Regions from separate parts of the Mus musculus genome. Here region 1 is linked to region 2. Evidence: chromatin contacts called from public Hi-C data. All regions are on one chromosome and are shown on one strand. Each heading gives the region's core, a stretch centred on a gene start, on an enhancer-like site or on the middle of the called end of the contact. The rest is flanking DNA. Distances are from core to core; before and after follow the strand shown.

What was found. A called contact is a pair of places that touch in the nucleus more often than the background predicts.
Region 1: a Hi-C map of uterus shows a contact between it and region 2, with 2.2 times the contacts expected there. The contact joins two enhancer-like sites. A contact is called at or near these places in 7 of 484 Hi-C or Micro-C datasets (B cells, CD8 T cells, bone marrow-derived macrophages and 3 more) and 7 of 115 datasets of contacts at active chromatin or transcription factors (effector CD8 T cells, embryonic stem cells, memory CD8 T cells and 1 more).

The regions. Positions count from the first base shown.
Region 1 is chr9:124,276,324-124,283,161 of GRCm38.p6, forward strand. It overlaps Gm39469 (zinc finger protein 431-like), which reads right to left. Exons shown (of 5, transcript XM_011249869.2): 1 at 5,752-6,838. The coding sequence starts at 5,754. Among named protein-coding and RNA genes, the nearest start is that of Gm39469, 3.7 kb to the right of the region's middle. Within about 2 kb of position 3,463, at least 36 of the 459 cell types and tissues checked have an H3K27ac peak or open chromatin away from gene starts, as enhancers often do. A contact at or near this core is called in uterus, where this site is marked.
Region 2 is chr9:124,034,356-124,040,796 of GRCm38.p6, forward strand. No RefSeq gene overlaps it. Among named protein-coding and RNA genes, the nearest start is that of Ccr3, 16 kb to the left of the region's middle. Within about 2 kb of position 3,581, at least 92 of the 459 cell types and tissues checked have an H3K27ac peak or open chromatin away from gene starts, as enhancers often do. A contact at or near this core is called in uterus, where this site is marked.

The sequences.
Region 1 (6,838 bases), core at 2,213-4,712, 240 kb after region 2:
TCAGTGAGTTTTTACTTTTTCATGCAGTATGACTAATGGCGGAAAACTCTCATAACATCCAAATAAAGACATTTTCTGCATTTTTAGTGTATAACTGTTTGCCTCTCATCTCTATCATAACTCTTGCTACAAAAAGCTTGATATTTCATTTCTCTTCTCCACATAATGTTCTAAAAGAACATTAGACAAACCCTTTGGAGAAGATTGCTTCAGCTAGATTCTGTGCTTTCTGCCCCTTATTTTCTATGGCTACCTGTAATGTAGATAAGATGGCTGCAGCTCTCATATCCAACTGACTATAAGAGTGCACTAAAGTTCAAAATGAGATGGGAGAAAGAAGTGGGTTGACACTGCTTAAGCTGCAATTACATGCTGTTTTATGACCAAATGCAACACAGACTGTGAGAGTCTTTACAAGTGCATAATCCTTTAACCACTGCTATTGTCTTCTTTCCTTTAGCACAATGTCCCCTTGAGGCACCCAGCTTGTCTTCAACAAATGAACATTGAGTTATTCTCATAGTTAGACCACCATGAATACAATTGCAATGAACATGAGAATTCTGGTACTTCTTAAAACTAATTTTAAGTGCATGGAAAACACACTGATTAAGATTGCTAGGTTCCATGGCAATTCTGTCATTTTCTTGAGAACTTGGTACAGTGGGGTTCCTTGGGTATAGTTATTATATTAAAATGTATCAGAACACATATATTAAATATGTGCAATTTTACATCAAATATAACATAACATGGTTTTAACTAATTTTGGCTGGTATCTGTGGAAAATCTCAATCTACTGCTATCAGAGTTTATTGCTAATACACAATCCCATGTCACATCCAGATTCAATGTTCAATTCTGAACCATGTTTTAGTTTTACTCTTTTTGTTTTCTGAATTAAGTCATACTTAGTAAGATATTGTTTATGTGACCCTAACAATGTATTCTGTGTCACTAAAGTCCCCTTTCTATAGATTTGTACATTATTCCCATCATTTTCAGCTTCAGACACTTAGTATAGTTTGCTAAATGAATACTTATGTAGAATATCTTTACCCATTTATATAACTCTAAACAACACCATTAAAGAGATGTTTAAAAAAAAAAAAGAAAAAAGGATGTTGGGCATGTTAAATTTGCAATGTAGATTCAAAACAATCTAAAGAAAACTCCTAAAAATATATAACATGAAATCAGATTCCAGAGCTATTTACCATGTGAAAAATCCCTCAGATTTGTCAATAGGATTATGAAGAATAGTTCACATTTTGGCACAATGTGAATTCCATCCATACTTATCACAGAACTACAACAACCAAAAAGTTTACAATATTTGTGAAACAGTAAGGGGATGCAGAAAAAAAGCCAAGAACATAAGCCCCAAATTATAGGCAAGTTTTACTCGAAAGATCCAAGGAAACTCAGGCAGGAAAAATGTAAACTTGACCAATATTATCTATGATTGAATGTGTAAACAAATTAAATAAACACAGACTTTACAACTCCCACAAAATAACTCAAAGTGACCCCTAAAACTGTTAAAATTTCTGACCCTCCAGCCACTATTGACCCCATGTGAGGCCCTATGCTCTACAGGTCTCTCTGCATGGAGGTGATCAGAAAGGTGGGCTTTGGCTCAGCAGCGCCCCATGTCTCCTTGTGATCTCACTCAAACCCTGCCCCACTGAGCTCAAACACAATTCAATGTTGAAGAATTAATTTAATGTATGCTTCCTGCCACATGGATTATGGCACATGATGTCGAATCTGCACTACCTACCTGCACACTTGATACACCTCTGCATCTTAGGAACTCCTTTAGAACCCTGGAACTGAATTTCCATGAATCACGCCATTGTGACTGGTGATAGTGAAGGATGATCATCACTTCCTCTCTTCCAGTTTCTAAACTATTTGTAAACTCTATCATAGAAAACTGAATTTGCAATGCAATGTTCAGAACTTTTAGAAAACAGACCTTCAGTTTTGAAACCTATCTTTGCACTGCACACCAAAAGCAAGGCTTGTGTTTGCACACTGAGCAGTGATATTATAAGCAACACTATGGCAAGAACTGTAGGGCCTCCTCTCCTTTGCTCCCCCAGGGATTCCATACTCAGGCAGGCTCAGAGGCTAAGACCCTCTGTCTGGGTCACCACATATACTAATAGAACCACACTCTGGTTCACAGTCCATTCAAGTCCAATCAGATTGGGCACTGATAGATTAGTTGACCTGCTCTTCCCAGTGGCTGCCGCAATCATCATGGCATGGCTTGTGGCCTCTCTCACAGCTCTCTGATGAACTGTATCAGAGAAGAATATGGAGCTAACTCCCACTGGTGCTCCTCCTGATTGCTAGCTTGCCCAGAGCCCCTCATTAGCTTTGACCACCCAGCTGGGCCTCAGGACAGTAGCAGCTGCCTTATTGGTAGATTAGAGATTAAATGATTCGGACAGCACAGGCCTTCCTGGTTCTGCTCTTTCAGCCTAGGGGCAGACAGGGCCCAAATATGGTAAATTTGGGTTTTAGTAGAGTCTTTCACTCTCCCAGGGTACCTGTTCATCCTCCAAGGTCCTTTGGATGTGCATTCCATCACACATTCAATGTTCAGTGCAGTCATCCCTTTGCTTCACAGCTCAGAAGTCCTACAGCCAAATTCCAGTCACACTCAAACAGAAACAACAACTGAAGCAAAAGGTGGCTATGAAGTTGAAATCAAGGAACAGTAAATGGGAGGTGAATGAAAAAAAAGAAACAAAAAAAGGAAAGGACATGGCTGCTCCTAGGTATGGTGGAGTAGAATGTTTATTATCGATAAAAGGGAGAGCATAGCCAGGGCAGGGGCATCTGGGAGAGTCCAGAATAGACCTGACCGTGAGCCTTCTGAAGAAAGGGTGAAAGGGAGAAGGGGGAGCCAGACTAAGAGGCCAGGAAGGTACACAACAGACGAAAAAGACCAGGTACCCAAAATGGTTGAATTACATAAGGAAGGGCAACTAGGAGAAGGGGCACCCCAATCCCTAAGCTAGAGGGTGGGTATGTCAGCCATACCCTGTGACAGGTAGGGAGGGAGGGATGCTGGGAGAACTTGACAGCCAGGTCCACAGCATTAATAAGATACTGTTTGACTGTGACTTCCTTGTTCTATATTACCTGCTGAGACCTGTAACCTGACACACATAGCCACAGCCAAAGGCCTGGTGTCTCAACCCTCTGCACTCACTTAACTATGTCAACAAAGACCGTACGTATCTCCATAGGACAGTCCCCTAATTGGAATTCAATATTCATTGGCTCAACACAATACTCTCCAAATTGTACACCCACCAATCTGGTATGTTTTCATTTATATCCATGAATTAATACATGCTTCGAAATTACAAAAGCACCACCCTGTCTGAATCGGGTCTTTCTTCACAAAGGAAGGGGACCCCTGCAGATGACTCCCTTAAACTTCAGTCAGTGATTCAGCTATTGCTCACCCTGTTTTATCCTGTAGTGCACACAGTAAACTGTCCCTCCTGTTCTGATCTGAACGCAGAAGCCATGCTCCAAATGCAAACGTTTTTTCCTGTTGCTGCAGTGGACAGTTAATTACATGACTCAAATGAATCAGTTTAAAACTCTGTTGTGATATATTCCTCTTATTTAAGGATTTAGAAAGTTTAATCAAGAGGAAAACAAGGGCATTCTTTGCCTTGGAGAGCAAGAGATTGGGATCAAGCTGACAACACAGCTTATCTCAGAAACATTTTCCTGAAACTGTGAAGGTGCAGCTGTTCTATAATAAATATGTCTTCCCAGGGAGAAATCGCTCTACACAAAAGGAAGGGCAACTAGGAGAAGGGCACCCCAATCCCTAAGCCAGGGGGTGGGTATGTCAGCCATACATTAAAAGATTAATTGAAAAACAAAACAAAACAAAACAACCTCTTTAATAATAGCTTGTATTCAATTCTGGTTTGTAGCGATATTTTAAATAATTCTGGAATTTTGGCTTCTTTAAAAAACACAGAAATATAATGATAAGAATGTGCCAATGTTGTCATTTTAATCCCAGGTGTGGGATGTGAGGCAGCTTCTGACTGTCTGCAGCCACTAACCATGATTTGCCTCATGCTCTAGCAGAAACATGATTTTCGCAGCTACAGATTTCTGTGTTGCTGTGACATCTGGAATTCTGGGAACTTTCTGGAGGGTACATAAATTTGAGGATTGACAGGCAGGGTGGAGGGTTGTTGGGGGTTTTAGGAAGGTCAGTTGTAGCTTGTTAGTAGCTGTGGTCAAAGAAGAAATAAAAGGAAATGTTGGGAGTCATCTGCTATTTCTAAAAGCAGAGCAAAAGTTTGCCCCTGCTTCTCTGAAGCAGAGAAGTGGGGGTGGGGCGTGGGGGAGAGGCAGAAAGGCAGAGAGACAGAAAGATGAGACCTGCCTGCCAGGCTGATGGGTCAGGGTTTGTTGGCAGATTTCCCAGCCTGCTGAGGCATGGAACTTTAAGAAGATGTAAAACTGAGGCTCCAGGTCTTGCACAAACTATTTCTTATGCTAAGTAAGCCTCTTAAGAAGAATAACATCTTGTATACTACTTATGTGGGAAAAATGGAAGGAAACATATGAAGAAACTATGAAGTCAGCACAAACATCATAAAATAGGACACACTCAGGAGTCTAATCAAACAGTGCTGCACAAGGGGAACTCAGTATATCTCACAAACATTATTGACCAAGCCTGTAGTGGCCTTGGGACTGATAACCAAAACCCCATATTGTGGGAAGAGTTGTGTTCTCAGAATCTGAAGCAACCTCTTCCAAAGGCCTGGTCCCAGACCATTACCAGCTCTCCCAAGCACATTCCAGATTTTAGAGAAGGAGCTCTGTTTTATCTCTATACCTCAAGGCCTCAGGGAAAGCTACCAGGGCCTAAGGCCCAGACTAGCACTGAACACAACCTTGGTTTTTTTGTTTTTTTGTTTTTTTTCCTTTTCAAATGGTTGTCACCAGGTGTCATCTTGCCCATGTGGCAGAATTATGCTTTTCTCAAGAAGAAAACCAAAACATGCCACATCCACGCCTTACTGTTGATTGTGATCCTGTAATGCTCCATTGGTTAGCTTGTTAGAGGCCTGCTCTTTTATATGGGGATTGGCCTAGTGGCTGGTTGTAAATCAGGGTTGTTTCCTTTATTATGGTTTAGAGCCATATTTCTGGACAATCCTGGTGAACAAGCACATGTATCCTAATCTCTAACTGCCCTGGTTAGCATATTACTTATCTGTGGGGTGTTTTACAGGCAGTCCTCCCTAGGCTAAATTCCACTTAGTGTGACTCACGATCTCCTAAGCATTAGTAAATCCTTTACATCATCAATCCTGCACTTTTACATCACAGCTTGATTCTGGATTGCTACCCAACATATGAAATGCCTTTTACAGCCTCCACAAAATTAACTCCAAAGGGATCAAACACCTTAAGGTTAAATGCTAAAAACAGAAATTGTAGAAACTAGAACTCTCTGGATTTGGCATCAGGCCAAGGATGTTTCTACACACAAGCCTCTTTTCCAAATGCTCTGCGCAAATGCAGCCCCCACAGTGAAGTTATTCAGTGGCTAGCGCTAGGTCCAGCGAGCCGCTAGGACCGCAAGGTCCTCACAGGTGGCCGCTGGTTCCCACCCCGCCCTTCACAGCAGCTCCCGCTGCTCAGCTCCCCGCTATTCCCAGTTGTTGTCAGTGACCCTGTGCTCACCATGTCTCAACTTCGGAGCTTGCCTGAGCGCACTTCACAGCATCAAGTGGCAAGACAGAGAGCACATCACAGAAAAACGTTAAAGCCAGCTTGCTACTTAGCGGAACCTGCCACAAGGCATCCGGAAGAACCCTCCTCTTCTTCTGACTGGCAGGTCCGTCTCAAGGCTCTGATTGGCCAGTGGTCTTGAGTGACTTGAGCACCTTCCCTAGGGTTAGACTGAGTTTAAGGGACCCGGTGGAGGTGGAGAGACGTTCTCAGCCGCGGCTTCCAGTCCAGGGCAAGACCTTTTCAAGATCTGCAGGAATTTGCATTCCAGTAGCACTAGTTTGGGTCCTCCAGTACCCTACCCATCTGTCTCCCAACTTAGCCCCCGGGAGGACGCCACCTACCTCTCCAGCATTCCACCTACCACTGCTCAGCCGCCCGCTCCTCCTCTTTGTGGGCAGTGAACCCCAGGTCTTGACCAGCCAGAGCTCCCCTCACAGCACTTCTTACTCCCTCAATCAAGGTAAATAGCTTGCCTAGCCCATTATTCAACTTGCAGTGGAGTTGTCAATCAGTCCCACAAGTGGAAGGGTGCCCAGGATATTAACAAAGAGAGATTTTGGGGAACAAGATTTTTGTTTTGTGGCTGGGCCAAGCAGACCTGGGACAAGCAGCTGATGTGTATATTTAACACAGGAAAGCTGACCTAGCTTCCAGGTTCTCACAGCACTCCTGAGTCCCCACCTGTTATGGGGCATGGCTGGCATACTCCGCCTTGACCCTGAACTTTCCAGTCCAGGGGCTGGGCTTTCCCCGCCCAGAAGCTCTTCCTATATAATCCAGACATTTTGTGCTCTATGTCTCTTCGTTTCTCTGTCTCTGTGTCTCTCCCTCTCCCTTGCTCCCTCCTTCTTTTTCCTCTCCCTCCCTCTTCCTCCTCCCTCACTCCCCTCTACCCCCTCATTTTTGTCTCCCAGTTTGCTTGATCTTTCTCTTTCTCCTTACCACCCTCCTCATTCTACCCACCCATAGCAACTTCTCTGACCTCCTTGGAAACTAGTGAATCCTCTGGTTCCTTGGGATCTGTGAACCCACCAGA
Region 2 (6,441 bases), core at 2,331-4,830:
TTAGCATAAAACAGAGCAGATGAGCTAGTTGTCGGAGAGGTCTAGAAACAAGGGCAATCTCTGATAGTCTATTACCTTGTGGCCATGGGGTATGGCCCTGACTTATCACAAAGGCTGTGGCATCACTAGGCCTTCCAAATATCCAGGACCTGTTTGATTCAATGGTAATGATTCCATCTTGCTCTAAAGTAGGCCAATTAAAAGAATTGTTGTGGAGATCATGCAAGTCTCGTCCAAATGCTGGTCATACCAGCTGGGTATGAAAGACCAGGAGTTCCTTGAAGTAATCAGGATAGGGATAATATTTTTTTATTTATACTTTATTCTTTTATAGTTGATAAAATGATAAGAAGTTATCTCAAAGAGAAGTAATTGATTGGATGGCAAAAATAATACACAAATGTCTCATGAGATGATATGGAACATAAATGGATGTGTATTGTGGTAATTCAGGGTCAAGAAATTTCAGGAAGTGGCAGACAGCATTTGGGTGCTGATGGCAGAAGGACTTGTGAGTGGAGTCAACTCCGTGAGGCCCTTAAAGCAAATAGGCAGCTCTATAGCTATCTGGTCAAGTTCCATGTCTATCTAGAGGACTCTGAAAGAGAGTGAACACATAGAAAGGGAAGGAGCTACAACTTTCAACAGTTTAACAGATAAAGAAAATATCTTTTATATGCACAGTGGAGTTTACTTTGGTTAAAAAGTAGAATGGCATTTTATTATTTGCAGGAAAATGGATGGAGCACCATGTTAAGTAAAACATGTTTAAGGTAAACAAAAATCCCATGTTTTCTCTCACATGAAGAGTCTAGATTCAAATATAATATATTATATAAATATATATACATATAGAACATGAAAATAGTCTGGAAACTATGACAGGGAAGGAATAAGTTTAAAGGAAGGAGAAAGGGGAGAACAAGAGAAGGTAATGAAATAAAGACAAAATATTGCATGTTTTCTCTTACACAAAATATTGATTTTACACATACATACTCTCGCTGTGTGTCTTTCTGTGTCTCTGTCTCTCTCTGTCTCTCTGTCTCTGTCTCTGTCTCTCTTTCTCTCTCTCTCTCTCTCTCTCTCTCTGTGTGTGTGTGTGTGTGTGTGTGTGTGTGTGTGTGTGTGTCAAGAGCAGGATTACTGGGTGGATGGAGGACGAGGGAGGGCAGAGACCAGCAAAAGTGAGATGCAATGTTATATATGTATGATAGTCTCACAATCAAACCCATTCCTTTGTATTTTAGCTAAAAATAACATTAAAAAGATACAACTACAAATTTGAGAGCTACCTGGATGCCAGGTGTAATTTATAGTAATTGCAAAGGATGTAGGAGATCATTTGATTGGTCTCAGAGCTGTCGTTCTTGAGAGGCAAGTAACAGTTTTGATGGAACTTTACACTGTTTTAAACTGAATCTGACTTTGAGCTCACCTTATTTATTTTTCACCAGACTTCAAGTGTAGTGTGAAAATGGATGTCCTTACACTAGGTAACATTCCTACACTGGCTTTAGTATAGAGATTATTGTTAGGAGAGAAAGGATTAGGAGGGGGGTCTTTGAAAGACAATGTAGGAAATAATCCACTACTTTTTCCTGTGAGGAAAACAAAACATCAGTGTCTTGCTACAGACAAGAAAGACACAGGTACATTGATTCCCGCCATACTTCCAATTAATTGTCAAATGTGGCTGTTAAGGCAAGCACGTCAAAATAAGACAAAAGAACTGATCTGATGATTCTTATTCTTAGAGAACAGTGGATAGTGCAACTGGATCCAATGGTGACTTAACTGTATGCTTGTTTACATTGCTTTTCTTGATGCAGTAGATCATTATAGTTGTCTTTGCTGCATACATATTAATCTAAATGAGTGCTGGCAAACTTTCTTTCTAACATGTCAGACAGTAAACATTTCAGAATTTCAAGCCAGGCTGTTTCTGTTATTATTACTGAACTCTGTGATTATGATGAGAAAGAAACTGTAGATGAGGTATTAGTGAAGGGGGATGTACCCTCATAAAGGGCCCTATGAGGCTGGAGTTTGTTGACCTTTAATCAGGAAATTCTTTTAATCGTTTGTTTGTTTGTTTTGTTGAATTTTATGCATTGGGTATTTGTAGAAGGCCATCTGAAGAAGTAGCTTGCTTTGTACTACTGGGGCAGATTTTTCTTGTTTTTCTTTTCCTTTTCTTTTTTATCCTCCCTCCCTCCCTTCCTCCCTCCCTCCCTCCCTCCCTCCCTCCCTCTCTCCCTCTCTCCCTCTCTTCCTTCCTTCCTTCCTTCCTTCCTTCCTTCCTTCCTCCTCCTTCCCTCTCTCCCTCCCTTCCTCCCTCCCTCTCTTCCTTTCTCCTCTCTCTCTCCATTCCTTCCTTTCCATCTGTAATTTCACTGAATTCAGGGCCTTGTACATGCTATGCAATTTTTCTATTATCAGGCTACATCCACAGCGCTGGAGAGCATGTTGCTGTCTTGTGACAGGACTAAGATATTACTAGATGACTTGCTCCGTTCTGGTCTGCAGGGACCTCACTATCACAACTTCTACTGGGATACTGCAATGGGTCATACTGTCATCAGAACTGTACTGACTGAATTTGAGTAGTAGGAGTAACAAAAATCCTGAATGTGGTGATACATATCTGACAATGACAAATAAACCCAGAGGAAATACCAGCCTCCTGTTTTAGGGAAGAGCATAAAGTTTGATGATCTAGGGCCTTAGAAGACAATCTCTTCAAAGCTAAGGACTGGAGGAGGTGGAGATGGGATAGTACAGGTAATCTATGGCTGCATAACAATGTGTACGCAAACTAGCTTAAAACAACTGTACTTATTTGATTTCCTTTCCATTTTTGAGGGCTGCACCAGAGAAGGGCTATGAATGATAATCTATAAGAGGTGAACAAAGACAAAAAGCATGGCTCTTGGGGTAGGCAAGAAGGAGTCTATCCCCAGGCTGATCGTTCTTGTGAGCTGAGGATGGCAGGATACTGGGATCAAGATAAAGCTGGTATGAATGGTTTGTCATGGTGCCTTCATAAAGCTTTATGGATTTTATTCTGTGTGTACCATTTTCCTCTATGAGTCTGTGGTGTTCGACTGCTTATGGGACAAGTGGAACTGTGTCACCAGACAAAAACTTAGTAAGGTTGAGTGGATTAAGAAACCCCAGTACCCCTCATACCTAAGGATGGTAGGAGTTTCATCTACTCCTGACCAGGTCCCTGTCCTGGAACACATGACCATGACACCCCATGGAGAGGACTATAATAATCAGTCATATGGGGCAGCACTCAAAGCTCCTACACTTGCAGATGAGGCATCCCCAACATCTCAGACCAAGCCAATAGAAAGCATCTGCCTTTAGACCCCACCACAGAACAAAAAATATATAAGACCCTAAAGAATAAAGCATACACGATGTATTTCATCAAAGACCTTCTGAGAGTGTTTGTCATATAGAGCTGCAATACTTTGGGGAAGAGAAATTCTCTCCCTTGTCACTGGAACCTGCTCGAGCACCACAGTCACTTCCCACTCAGGGGCCCAGTCGTTGACCCCAGCTGTCTGCTGTGGTTGCAGAAGAGACTTGGCAGCTTGCCCAGATGGACTCCTCCTTCCCTTTTGAGAGCACAGCTCTTTAGCCGCTCTGACCAGGCCAGAGTCCCATAAATCTTCACATAGTGTCCAGTACACAGACAGATCAGCAACTGCTCCATTTTTTTGTTTTTTGTTTTTGTAAGGTAAGTCAGTTCATAATAAACAACTGGATGTTATGGTAATCTGGTAGCTCATACATAGTCAAACAGTTTCCCTGGAGTATAGTAACAACCCAAGAATTCTTTCTTGTAGAAGGGAGCAGAGCATTATTCCACCTGGAGGCATGCAATGGAATCTGAAGCTAGGATCTGGTATTGGACCCACGTCTTAACTATTGTGCAATATTGTCATTTTTAGAAGCATGTCCACTGGGAGATAAGAAAAAAAATTAGTGGTCATAAAATTAGGTGGTTTAAAATATTTGACTAAGAGGCTTAAAAATATTAAAAATAGTTTTGGCAAGAATGTTATCACAAAGCAATAGGAGGAGCAATTCAGAGGAAGTTTCCGGAAGTAGTCAAGGGTCTTTATAATGAACAGGCTCCAGATGCCTAGCAAGATAAATGAACATAGAGAAGGCTCCCTCAGAACTGATAAAAGTTGTTAAAAAAAAAAGGACAAAAATTAGGAGACATAAACAGAGGCATATTGTTGGATTTTCAACAGCACTTTGGATAGTAAAGGATGGTGTCCAGTCTGTGTTTCTGTTAGAGCCAAATTATTAGAAATTTTATGGACAGAATGTGGACAAATTTAGAAACGTAAGGATTTAAAATTTTACCTTTAGTTTACATTTTCTCCAGATGAGACAAAATACACACTTCAGCAGAACAGGGTTCTTTTTTGTTGTTGTTACTGTTGTTATTATTTTGTTTTTCCACACAGAAGCATGGCAAAGGGGCATCTAAGATCTCTGAGCAACCAGCCAGAGAAAACAAGAAACTGGGAATTTTGAGTATTTTGAAAGGTTATTATTTGGTCCATGACAGATTAAACTGAAGAAATTTAGAAAATCTGCAGCAAATATGAAAGTAGAAGCTAATTAAATGTGGGAAAAAGTTCACCATTAATGAACATGAAACAGTAAGTCAAAGGAGCTTGATATTTATGTAATTGCAATAGCGTGAACTAAACGTAGTGATTAACCAGAAACCGTCAAATAACAGTATTGAGAGGATGTGGGGAAGGGTAGGAAGTGTGATGAGTTTAACGCTAAGCTCGTAACTGGCAGGAAGTCAGTAAGTACTGGTTAAAATGAACTTCACTATCACCACATTTGGCAAGCACCATCTTATTCTAGAATAATCATTCTCCTATCTATGCATACAAAATTTTATATATAAATAAAACATAGGATTTATATTTTTCATAATTATTAAAGTCTTCTTTTAATTCTGTAAAGAATGTAGATTTATTATATGGCTTCACCTAAGTTGTTTAAATTTTTTATTTATTTCTTTGGTAATTGAAGACATAAACACATCCAGCAGCAATAAGTAAATATAAAACAATATTTTTCCTTGTGGCTTTATAAAATACTCTCAGTGTTCTTTGTCTCTCCTCCTTCTCTATTGACCTCCCTTTCTACTCGCAAGATGGATCCCTCTCTTCTTTATTTCATTTCCTACCTAATGTCATCTATATTTTTAAATTTCACTTCAACCCTTCTCTCTCTTCGCGTGTGCGTGTGCGTGTGTGTAATATAAATTAAGTCACATGGGCTTAAGAAATGAGCAACAATCATTTCTTGTTGCTCAGGGTACTCCAGGTAACCCAACTGACTTCCAAATCAAAATAGATCAGTGATAAATGTTTGCCTTGGTTGCCTTGCCTCTCAGTAATGCCGCTATTGTTTAAGACACTGCACACTTAAGACCAGTGGTGGCGCTCGCCTTTAATCCCAGCACCTGGGAGGCAGAGGCAGGTGGATTTCTGAGTTCGAGACCAGCTTGGTCTACAGAGTGAGTTCCAGGACAGCCAGGGCTACACAGAGAAACCCTGTCTCGAGGAAAAAAAAAAAAAAAGACCCTCAGTTCAAATGACTCAAGCTGGATTAGACCTGCAAACCTTTGGGGTTTCCTGAGGTCTAACTTCCATGGTTCCAGATAAAAGCAGTGGACAGAGAGGAGAGTGACTGCCTACAGGAGTGGGCAGGTGGAGAACAGTTGTCTTTTTTTTTCCTCTAATGTCTTTCTTTTCTTTCCTTCCTTCCTTCCTTCCTTCCTTCCTTCCTTCCTTCCTTCCTTCCTTCCTTCCTTCCTTCCTTCCTTCCTTCCTCTCTCTCTCTTTCTCTCTCTCTCCCTCCCTCTCTCTCTCTTTCTTTCAGATATTTTCTTTATTTACTTTCAAATATTATCCCCTTTCCAGGTCCCCTCCCCCTGAAACCTCTTATCCCTTCTCCCCTCCCTGTTTCTCTGAGGGTGTTCCCCCACCCACCCACCCCCTCCCACCTCCCTGCCCTCGAATCTCCCTAGACTGGGGCATCAAACCTTCACAGGACCAAGGGCCTCTCCTCCCACTGATGCTGGACAAGACCATTCTCTGCTACATATACAGCTGGAGCCATGGGTCCCTCCATGTGTACTTCTTGGTTGGTTGTTTAGTCCATGGGAGCTGGGGGTGGGGGCAGCTGGTTCATTGATATTATTGTTCTTCCTGTGGGATTGCAAACCCCTTCAGCTCCTTCAGGCCTTTCTCTAACTCCTCCATTGGGGAGCCCATTGGAGACCCCATGCTCAGTTCAATGTCTTAATTAAGCAGCATTAACATTTTTATAAAGATTAGCTTTAAAATGTTATGTTATCAGACCAGAGAAAGGGAAATAAAAGTAGGA